Linked DNA regions of Gadus morhua: region 1 is linked to region 2. Evidence: chromatin contacts called from public Hi-C data. All regions are on one chromosome and are shown on one strand. The core of a region is the stretch at or near the end of the contact, and the rest is flanking DNA. Distances in the headings are between cores, read along the strand shown.

Evidence for each region. Hi-C and Micro-C count contacts between places; a contact is called where the count stands out from the background.
Region 1: a Hi-C map of blood shows a contact between it and region 2, with 7 times the contacts expected there. The contact joins the promoter of nars2 here to the promoter of fam181b in region 2. A contact is called at or near these places in 3 of 6 Hi-C or Micro-C datasets (blood, gill and heart).

The regions. Positions count from the first base shown.
Region 1 is chr16:6,122,431-6,127,778 of gadMor3.0, forward strand. nars2 (asparaginyl-tRNA synthetase 2, mitochondrial) reads left to right here and starts at 2,264. Exons shown (of 14, transcript XM_030380508.1): 1 at 2,264-2,526; 2 at 3,170-3,279; 3 at 3,369-3,489; 4 at 3,644-3,784; 5 at 4,201-4,281; 6 at 4,585-4,679. The coding sequence starts at 3,704.
Region 2 is chr16:5,825,084-5,830,401 of gadMor3.0, forward strand. fam181b (family with sequence similarity 181 member B) reads left to right here and starts at 3,864. Exons shown (of 1, transcript XM_030380791.1): 1 at 3,864-5,318. It overlaps prcp (prolylcarboxypeptidase (angiotensinase C)), which reads left to right. Exons shown (of 9, transcript XM_030380790.1): 8 at 233-420; 9 at 2,002-3,032. The coding sequence ends at 2,206.

The DNA of each region.
Region 1 (5,348 bases), core at 1,014-3,513, 300 kb after region 2:
GGCCAACTATGTCCCTACCTGAGGATGTGTCTCCATAGTGAATCTGCATCCTCAATGATTCCACGTTTAGGAGTTTACTCAAGGATATAAGGATGGTTGTGTTTTATTTTGGGAAAATAGGCCTAAAAGACCCAAACAAAGGAACAAATGTTTTCGAAAAGTCTCTCTCCGGTATCTGTATCTGTCTCTCTCTCCTGTGACTGTATGAGGGGGATATGAAGACCACGTGATGCACGATCACAAGCCTCCGGGTTCCCACGTGCACGACGGCTATGATGACTGAATGTGCCGAATGTCGACCCTGAGAAGAGAAAGCAAAAAAAAAAAGAAGTAACACGCATCACACAAATAAAGTCAAAGGCCAATGGAACGCCACACGTTTGCCTCTAGATTAAATGGCCTTCCGTAGAAAACTGTGTACTGGATCATCCCATCTCGTCTGTCACCCTGCCATATCGATAAGCACCGTTGGGCACGTTGCATTATATTCTCTATAATTGTGAAGGGAAATAATGCAAGCCGGCTTCCATTTACGCAAACACTGGAGGTTCGGGCTGTTAGAAGAATAAATAGCTCGGTAGCAACCGCTCACATTTATTCCCTTATATATCTTGGCAGGAGTGAACGTGAAAGTGTTATGGAGTGAGAGTGCCCCCTGGTGTCGTGGTGAGGTATATATATTGGACATATTTCCAAACAAAAAACGGATCGATTGTGTTCGATTTTCAACAAAATCTTGAAGTTAATACAATGGGAGGTTATCTTGATATAATACTTATACAACGTGCATATTTAACCCAGAACAACTGCCCCTGTGTGGTATCTTAACTGAAATGCCTCTAGATCTATGTGCCAACGTGCAAGGACCATTGTGTCATACACGATAACCTCATTGACACACACACACACACACACACACACACACACACACACACACACACACACACACACACACACACACACACACACACACACACACACACACACACACACACACACACACACACACACACACACACACACACATCACTTTAGCGTGTATAATTCCTCCAGTCACGCGGAAGGCAATTAATAGTGTTGACCCTGTTGACTAACTGACAACATGTTAGTGCCGCTGGACGCCAAAGGGGGAGACAGAGAGGGCATCCCCTTCCCTCCATCTCTCCCTCCATCCTGCCTCTATATCCCTCCCTCTCTCGTTCCTCCATCCCTCTCTCCCCCCCTCCTTTCCACCCTCCCTCCTTCCTCCATCATCCCCTTCCCTCAATCCCATCCCTTCCCTCTCTCCTCCCCCCCTCCCACTCTCTTCTCCCTCTCTCCATCCTTAATCCTCTCCCTCTCTCTCTCCCTCCATCCTCCCATCACTTCACCCTTCCTCCCTCATTCCCTCCCTCCTCCTCCTCTCTCTCTCATCTTTCTTAACCCCCTCCTCTCGGTCTGACAGCCAAGGCCAAGTGGGTAATTTTCGGTGGCATTTTATTGTATTGTTGATGTGATCTGATATAGGCTGTTTCCTCTCCTAGGAGCGTATTAGAAAGACACCGGGAGACGCTGCTATTGGATTACCGGGCGTTATGCACCACTAGACTGCTGCCAGCTAAATAAGCAAAATAACTCACGCAAGATGCAAGGCAGTTTACAAGGGCCTGTTATTGTTGTCTGTGTACCTCGCTGCCTCGTTGTGTTTGATGAATCACGGCTTCATGCCTGGATTTGTTTTTCCATGTGGCTAACTATGGCAATGTCCGTAAAATCTGCTTACATTATATTTTATTTTAGGCCAGATAAAACTTCATTAGATGAGTCTGCACAAACATCCGGAGGATTGGAGAGGACTTCAAAGAAACAAGAAAATATAATATTAGGCAAATGGATACAATATGATGAATCAACATTTTTTTTTGTAAATGTATTTATTATTCAAGCCAATATAAAAACCATGAGCAACTCATTCGTATTGCATCTCTATTCTAATAATGTTTAATTGAACATTAAGTGGACATTAACATTCCAGCTTGTAAAAGGTTATCATTTATATGAATCGAAAATACCTCTTCAAGACAAATAAGTAAACATAATGTTTTGCAATACTCTATGCAGTGACAGTATTTGTTTCGTGGGAATGTCTGGAATTAATATGTTCCAACTAAGAGAACTACAGTTCCCTGGGCCATCAAGCCTTTTTTGTAGGAAATAAAAATACAGGTCATTGGTTGGGCACCGAACCCCTGTGACTGAGCATGTGACTGAGGCGCGCCAATCAGGATAAGCTGCGTTCGTTCCCACCGATGTGCAATACAAATATGTTGAAGTTTAACGCCGTTTGGATCATTGACACTGCTCCCAAAACTATTAAATCTACGGTGAAAAGCCTTGTATTTACAGACTGATGTTAAACACTCTGTAACAATTGGATTGTAACCGTTTGCGTGTGTTTAACTCGCTTTCAGTTCCACTTGACTTGAACGCAGCAACGAGCCCCAACAGGAAGTGCCTGTCAAGCAGGACACAACGTGAAAGTCAACGGTAATGCTCAATGAAACAAAATAAACTTTTAATAAGAAGCATTGTCGCACAATTGGAAAATCCTCCAACCTATCAATCTTAGCAGACTCGATGTTTAACGCCGCTATTAAAGCAGTAGATGTTGTGTTGAATGTGTCCTTATCTCGGAGGACAGTTTTATGTAGTATTCGGCATTACTGCAAGAAGTCATCAAAGAAGCTCAGAGTATCAGAGGCACTTGAAGGGTCAGATGTGGGATCCAACATCACAGTAGAGGTACAGCGTTTTATGTGAACATTTGATGCTTATGGTTATCATCCTATGTATGCATTTCCAATTGATGTGAGAGAAAATCTGTTCGTGTTGTAACTGTATAGAACTGACATTACTCTGCATTGCATTGGATACATACTACTGAGGCTTCTATAGGGCTTCATGCAATGCAAAACATTATCCCATCTAAATAGAGAGAATTATATTGCGTCATAAGAATTCAGAACATTTTGAAAACACTACAATATAAATATTGATATACAAGTAAATATATATATGAAAGAAGATGTAATACTGTATAATGTGTTATACACTGTTATGTTAACTGTTATATTGTATCTGAGAGACAACCCATATTTTTAATGGCTCTGTTGCTTTGTTCAATTCCAAGGGTTGGGTTCGGTCCGTCAGGTCTCAAAAGGACCACTTGTTTGTGCATGTGAACGATGGAAGCTGTCTGCAGCCACTGCAGATAGTCGCCAGCTCTGAGCTCAATGATGCGTGAGTGTGTTTAATCTATATGTGTTTGTGTGTATGTGTGTCTTCACGGTATCGTCCTCTGGTAATTCTGTCTTTCTGTTGATTTCTAGCCTGCTTACGTTTGGGAGTGCTGTTGAAGTCACCGGTTGTCTGAAGCAAAGCCCAAGCAGGAAGCAGCCAGTGGAGTTGCTGGCCGACCAAATCAATGTAGTTGGAGGATGTGACACTCTGGTAAATACAATGTAGTTCAAAGAATCTGTGTTTAGTTCCCGTAAGGCAAACATAGTTGGAAGACACAGTAACATGGTCTGGAAATGTTTTGTTGTGCTATCGCCATTGGACCCTAAAGTTTTCACTCTTTTTTTTTTTTTTTTTTTTTTTTTAGGAATTTCCGTTTAAAATCAAAGAGAGACATGGCCTTGACTATGTCCGCCAATATCCTCACATGAGATGCAGGACCAACGTCTTCAGCTCCATGATGAGAATAAGAAGCGCAGCCTCTGCGGCCATCCACTCCCACTTCACGGTGAGGAACTCCGTCAAGTCGATTCCAGTCCTTGGCTCCCTTAATTACCTTTACAGTGTCCATGGGCCTCACCGGCCCACATATTAGGACACGCGCTAACCCTACAAGCCCTCTAAAGGGCAAGAGGAAAAAATACAAAATCTAGAGGGATGAAACCTTGAGATGACCCGAAGAAGATGGATCTCTCGTTCCAGGGACGGTTAGGGGTGCAATAGAGGCCAAAAATTGGCGGACATATAATGATATTACAAACAACCAAAAGCTTAGTTGTTGAAATTTGTATAATAGTAATGTCCTCAGTCTGTTTAGCTGGCACACTAAATAGTGATCAAAGTCTTCATCATTTCCAGTCAGTTAGATGAGGAGCATCTCAGTTAGTAACACCAAATGTATCCCTTCTTGTGGTTCCTATCCAGGAAAGAGGCTTTATCCAGATTCACACTCCGGTGATCACCTCCAATGACTGTGAAGGAGCAGGAGAACTCTTCCAGGTGGAGGCAAGTGGCATTCAAATTTGAAAATCAGAGACCAATTGTCTATTAAAAACAATTATTTATGTGGAACATCTAAAACTACAGTTGAATGTGCTGGTTCGGTAGTCTTCAATTGTTTGTGTGTGTGTGTGTGTGTGTGTGTGTGTGTGTGTGTGTGTGTGTGTGTGTGTGTGTGTGTGTGTGTGTGTGTGTGTGTGTGTGTGTGTGTGTGTGTGTGTGTGTGTGTGTGTGTGTGTTAGCAATCTTATTAGAACAAGTTGATGTATTTGTTTTCATGTTTGTATGAATGGTTTGTGTTTACCACAGCCCTCAGGCCAGACAACTGAACCAGACAAGAACTTCTTCTCAGTTCCTGCCTTCCTGACCGTATCTGGTCAACTGCATCTAGAGGTCATGTCAGGGTAGGAATATCCATCCATCCGTTTGTCAGTTTGTCCGTCCATCCAACCATCCCCTACCCAGCCATCCACCCACCTGTACTCAAGAGAACTGCTCCGTATGTGTTATAGAGACCTAGAATCTCAGCCTCACAAACAATGTTTAGGCGCCTTTTTCACTGTTTATTTTCTCTGCCAACTCATTGCATGTGTCTGTGGGTATGATTTACTGTAATATTATCAGCATCTGTATTTTAGATACAGAACCAGAAGATCTGGAGAGTTACAAAGTCAAACCACCTTTCTCTCTCTCTCTCTCTCTCTCTCTCTCTCTCTCCTCTCCTCTCCTCTCCTCTCCTCTGTCTGTCTGTCTGTCTGTCTGTCTGTCTGTCTGTCTGTCTGTCTGTCTGTCTGTCTGTCTGTCTGTCTGTCTGTCTGTCTGTCTGTCTGTCTGTCTGTCTGTCTGTCTGTCTGTCTGTCTGTCTGTCTGTCTGTCTGTCTGTCTGTCTGTCTGTCTGTCTGTCTGTCTGTCTGTCTGTCTGTCTGTCTGTCTGTCTGTCTGTCTGTCTGTCTGTCTGTCTGTCTGTCTGTCTGTCTGTCTGTCTGTCTGTCTGTCTGTCTGTCTGTCTGTCTGTCTGTCTGTCTGTCTGTCTGTCTGTCTGTCTGTCTGTCTGTCTGTCTGTCTGTCTGTCT
Region 2 (5,318 bases), core at 2,614-5,113:
TGTGTGTGTGTGTGTGTGTGTGTGTGTGTGTGTGTGTGTGTGTGTGTGTGTGTGTGTGTGTCTAAAATTCAGGATAAGTCGCCTGCCTCCAGATTAAAACTAAAAAAAAAAAAAAAAAAATTTAAACTAAAACCAATCCTTGTCTAGTGGAGCTTCCTGGAGGGTTCATCATGTCATGGCCTCCCCAGTCTGAACCATGGCCCATCTCCAACCCCCTGAATCTGACCCCCAGGCGTGCACGGAGATGGTGATGCCTCTGTGCACGGACGGGGTCCAGGACATGTTCGAGCCCCAGGCCTGGGACTTCCAGGCCTTCTCGGACGAGTGCCAGGCCCTGTTCGGGGTGCGCCCGCGGGCGTCCTGGGCTGAGACCCTGTATGGCGGGAAGGACCTCTCTGCCCACAGCAACATCATCTTCAGGTACAAACTAGCGCTGCTGCCCTCCAGGTTCCCAATGCTGGCTTCTGCCTTTCGTAGCTCACTGCAATGGAAGTGAATGCTGGTTTTGAGTATGCATGCATGATTGCGCAAAGATGAATTTCCACAACAGTGGACAGTAAAGATCTCAATCAAGATCTCAATCAATCACCACAGGGAGCATACAGAGGATATTGCATTTACTTCTGATTTTTTAGTTGTGGCTACTCTTTAATCTAGGGTAGGCAATTTGAAGAAACCAGCCAAAGTAACCTTGATTTTAAAACTATCCAACCGAAAAATCCCAAGCCTCTCTCCAAAGCAACTTCCCCAACAAACATTACTAGCTTGCTAGCTTTAGCAATAGGCCTGCCAAGCCTTGTGCAAGACTCCAATCATAGTCAATGTGTGCCCCCGGGTAGGTGAGTCAACAGACCAGGCCACACAATAATTTCTTTAGAACTGAATGAAATGATTGTACAGGCTTATTACAGGCAATTTTGTTATTGCAACAGCTCCAGATATCAGACAGTTATTTGTTTTCTCTGCGCATTTGATTATTGATTGCTGCTTGGATGTAAGAGAATTTCAACAAATATAAGAAAAAAAGGGTTCTAAAATGAATCGTCTCCCCTGGCTTTAATACTAGCTGATGTTGAACTGATTACGGTCAATTGGAAAGCCCGGTTGCAATACTAGCCTCACCCCAGAAGTAGTGCTGCTGGTGGTTGGTTTTTGTGGTAAAGATCTTCTGATTGTGGATAATCCAAAGATGGTTAACATTTGAATAAAGAGGCAAACATACTTGTAACCATTGACATATAAACCTTACCATATCAACAACGGGTTTCGTTGTTTTAATTGTAGAACCAAACATACACGACCATAGTCGTTTAACTAGAGAGAGAAACTTTAGTCAGTCCCTCCAGAAAAACACGATTATGCGATCGCATAATTCAACGCATAATCAGCCAAAGTCTGCATATTCATGCGGGGGTCGCATTTTTCCAAAAATGCCGCAATTTCACGGCATAAATTGCAGATTTCTGCGCAAAATATGCGGGGCTTGCATGATTTCATAATCCCCGCATTTTCGTTGCAAAAAGTCACATATATCTTAGCAGAAAGTTGAAAAATGTTGCGTTTACTTCACACAAGAGCAGCAATTTCCCCCTGTTTCCATGTGAACGTTTTGAAGTGACGTAATAACGCGACCTGAACGTCATCGAAAAGCTGCATTTTTCGCAAGTTCCCGCATTTTCATTGCATAAAATTGCATAAATATGCCGCATATTTCATCGCATTCTTTAAGGAAACGTGCCGCATAATCAAGGATCTTTGGCCGCAACAATCACAAAAAAACGCAGCATTTTTCTGGAGGGACTGTTTAGTAGAACGGCCGTCCTCCATATAAACTTCATGTGTCAGCTGGAGGAACACCTGCGTTCAGTGGGCGAGCGAGAACATAATCTCTCTCTCTCTCTCTCTTTCTTTCTTTCTTTCTTTCTTTCTTTCTTTCTTTCTTTCTTTCTTTCTTTCTTTCTTTCTTTCTTTCTTCCCCCCCCCCCTTCTGTTGAATTTTAGCAACGGTGGCCTCGACCCCTGGTCCGGCGGGGGGGTGACGCGCAACATCTCCGACAGCGTGGTTGCCATAGTGATCCCGCAGGGCGCGCACCACTTGGACCTGCGCTACGACAACGAGCGCGACCCCCCCGCGGTGCGGGGCGCCCGTGCCCTGGAGGTAGACTACTTCAAAGCCTGGGTCCGGCAGGCCCGGAGAGCCCCTTGAACCGGGGTCGCGCGGGGGGGGAGGAGACCCACGGGACGTTCCTCATCGCTGACGAGGTGCTAATCAGCCTATGACAAAGTGAAAGTGAAATTCTTTCTCAGTATTATTTTCACAGTCGTGTCTTTTGGTATTGGTGGTATTTTCTCTTTTCTATCTTTTTTTAATGCCCTTGAAACCTAAGAATGTATCAAATATGCCAAATCTTGTTTTTTAAGTTAGAACTTAAATTTGATGTGTCGTTTTTTTTTATACTCGGTTAAATTTGGGTTGATTCCTGTGGCAAATGAGCAACTGAAAAGAAAAAAACGAGGCCCTTTTAATATGTAAGCTAGTACACATTGTCTTTATATTTGTGTGTTTACATAAATACATATTAGTCAATGTGTGTTTTTCAATCAGGAAAGAATGATTTTAAACGTGTGAACACCAGGAGCGGTTAAAACAGACGGGCCATCTGTTTCAAGCTGGGCTTTAACGCGTATTTGTTCAACCATATGATGATGGGCCTTTTAAAGGGTTCAGGGAGCTTTAATGGCTTGATTACCTCAAAGAGAGGGGACCCTCTCTGCTGTATAAACCTAAGAAGTTAAACAACGTGTTTTCGTGGTGTGACAACCAAACTACATCACAGATTCACATTCCATAAACACACTTAAAAACATTGCACACCTGAAAACAAACATAAGCCCACAGATATGTACTACTCATAAACATGCATTCCGATTGAACCTTTACAACACGATGTCTTGGAGGCCCGGAGATGAATCAGGCGTTATTGTGAAGATCGTTCCTCTTAATAAAAGCGATTACGGCCATTTTTTTTTTTATCTCGCTCAATTTATTTTCCATATCATCCATCAAGACACTTGTTGCCTCTCCTGACGTTCAAGATCAAAGCGGGCGATTCGACTCGCTCACTCTTTTAATAACACGGAGGGGGTTTGGCAACTATTGATTTGAGGAGAACATTATGTCTTTCTCTCGTGCGAGCGTTCGCTTCGGTGGAACCGCTGGCTGCGTGTGAGTTAATAAAAAAACGCTGATGGGAGGAAAGGCAATAAAGAGCCCAGCGGGGAGTGTGTGTGTGTGTGTGTGTGTGTGTGTGTGTGTGTGTGTGTGTGTGTGTGTGTGTGTGTGTGTGTGTGTGTGTGTGTGTGTGTGTGTGTGTGTGTGTGTGTGTGTGTGTGTGTGTGTGTGTGTGTGTTGGAGGGGTTCTCGAACCTGTACTCCAGTGTTCGAGCACTCTGCTGGCACCCCACCCGAATCTTACAGCAGCGAGAGGGGTCCTCCTCCACCCCCACCTCCACCTTTCCTCCACACCCCCCCCTGCTGGTATTATTAATAATATCACACACGGGGGGGGGGGGCACAGAGAAAGAAGCATGGGGTGTGGGGTAGCATTCAACTGGGTGAGCGAACGGGTCCGGCGGGGGGAGGGGGAGGTAGAGGGGGGGGGGGGGGGGGGGAGGTAGCGGGGGTCGCTTGTAGTTCACCGTGAAGTCGGGGCTGTTTAATTGGCTGGAGAATGCCAACGGTGTGGTTTCTAAAGAAAGGGCCCGTGGGTTCGTGTCATATAAAGATCCCGGGGGACTGGTTGAAAAAAAAAAAAAAAAAAAAAAAAAAAATACACGTTGGGGCAACAATGACAAAGCACCACCGCCAACCCCACCTCCTCCTCCTCCCCCTCCACCAACCCCTCCACCACCTCCTCCTCCTCCTCCTCCTCCACTGCCCCTTCGCAGGAGCGCCAATCGCTCCGTTTATTTCCTTGTTTATGCGGCCGTAATTCCTCGCCATGACTTCACTTGGGAGGATCCCCCACGCCGGCAGAGTTATGTGGATTGATTCCACTCCCCCCCCGAGAGACACAAAGTCCGGACTTCTCACCCCCACCCCTCCTCCGAACCCACATTGTCAGTCACATGGTTGAGTGAGTTCTGCCCCCCCCCCCATCCCCCGGTCCCCACAACGCCGACACACACTAAACATGGGGGAGGAGGTACGTGGGGACACTAAAAGTCCCTCCTGTTTTAAACCCTTCTCAGGACTGGGAGGTCATTAATTTCGGCGAGCCTTTTCGGAGACGCTGACACGGCCATCAATCAAATGTGTTGTTACCACCCGGGTGACCCTGATCACCGCACCGCTACGCACAAACGGACCACACACACATGCGTGCCTACGCACACACACACACACACACACACACACACCTCGTACGTAGGAAGAGGCTAAAGCCTGTGTTGCCAGCCTAGAGGGTCCTGAGTGGCCTTAGGGGGGGGGCTTGGGGCTGAATAAGGGAATCCTCAGTCCAGAAGGCGTGGCAGACATGTTTAACAATGTCGAACAATATCGGAACAATATCGAACGGTGTCGTTGACGACGGGCGGGCTGGGGGGCTCGCACTAATACTAATACGAATACGAATTTGAATTCCCATGTTTCTGAATTTCTGAATCCTAAGCTTTCAATGCGGTCTAATAAAAGAGGTGACATCTTATCATTTGTAGCCTAACTTTGCAAGGTGGTTTCCTTTTGTGAGTTGTAAGGAAGTCATTTTTGATGGAATACTTGGAATAATAAAACAGATCCGTTCATGGCTCATGGCTCATGGCTCATGTCTAAACACCGCTCCTAACCGTTCACAGGCTTCTCCTCCGCTCTCATTATGTGGGTTTTTCCGGCGTCTCTGTCGGCCTCGGAGGAACAAAAGCGTCTTGTTTCCGGGATCGGAGTGCCGGCGTCGGCGATGTGAATGACCATCGAGAGCACAAGCCAAAGCCCCCGTGACGGGGGGGACGGGGACGTGGTGGGGGTGTCTGGTTGCCATGTCTGTGATGATGTCACTTTGCCAAAACTGAAGCGAAACCAAAGAGTGGATTTAATGAGTTGAGCGATGGCCGCCGTTAATCTCTCCACAAACCCGCCGTCGTCCCGCAACATTTCTGCTTCAGTTTTTTTCAGCTTCGGTTTTTTTCTACATCTGTGTCTTTTGTGTGCTGTCGGCCCAATGGTGTGTTCTCAAAAGATATTTGTTCTTGATATTTTTTCTGAATATGTTGTTGCTTTGTAAAAAGGACGAAGTAGGTTTTTTCACCCCCTAAGTTCCCAT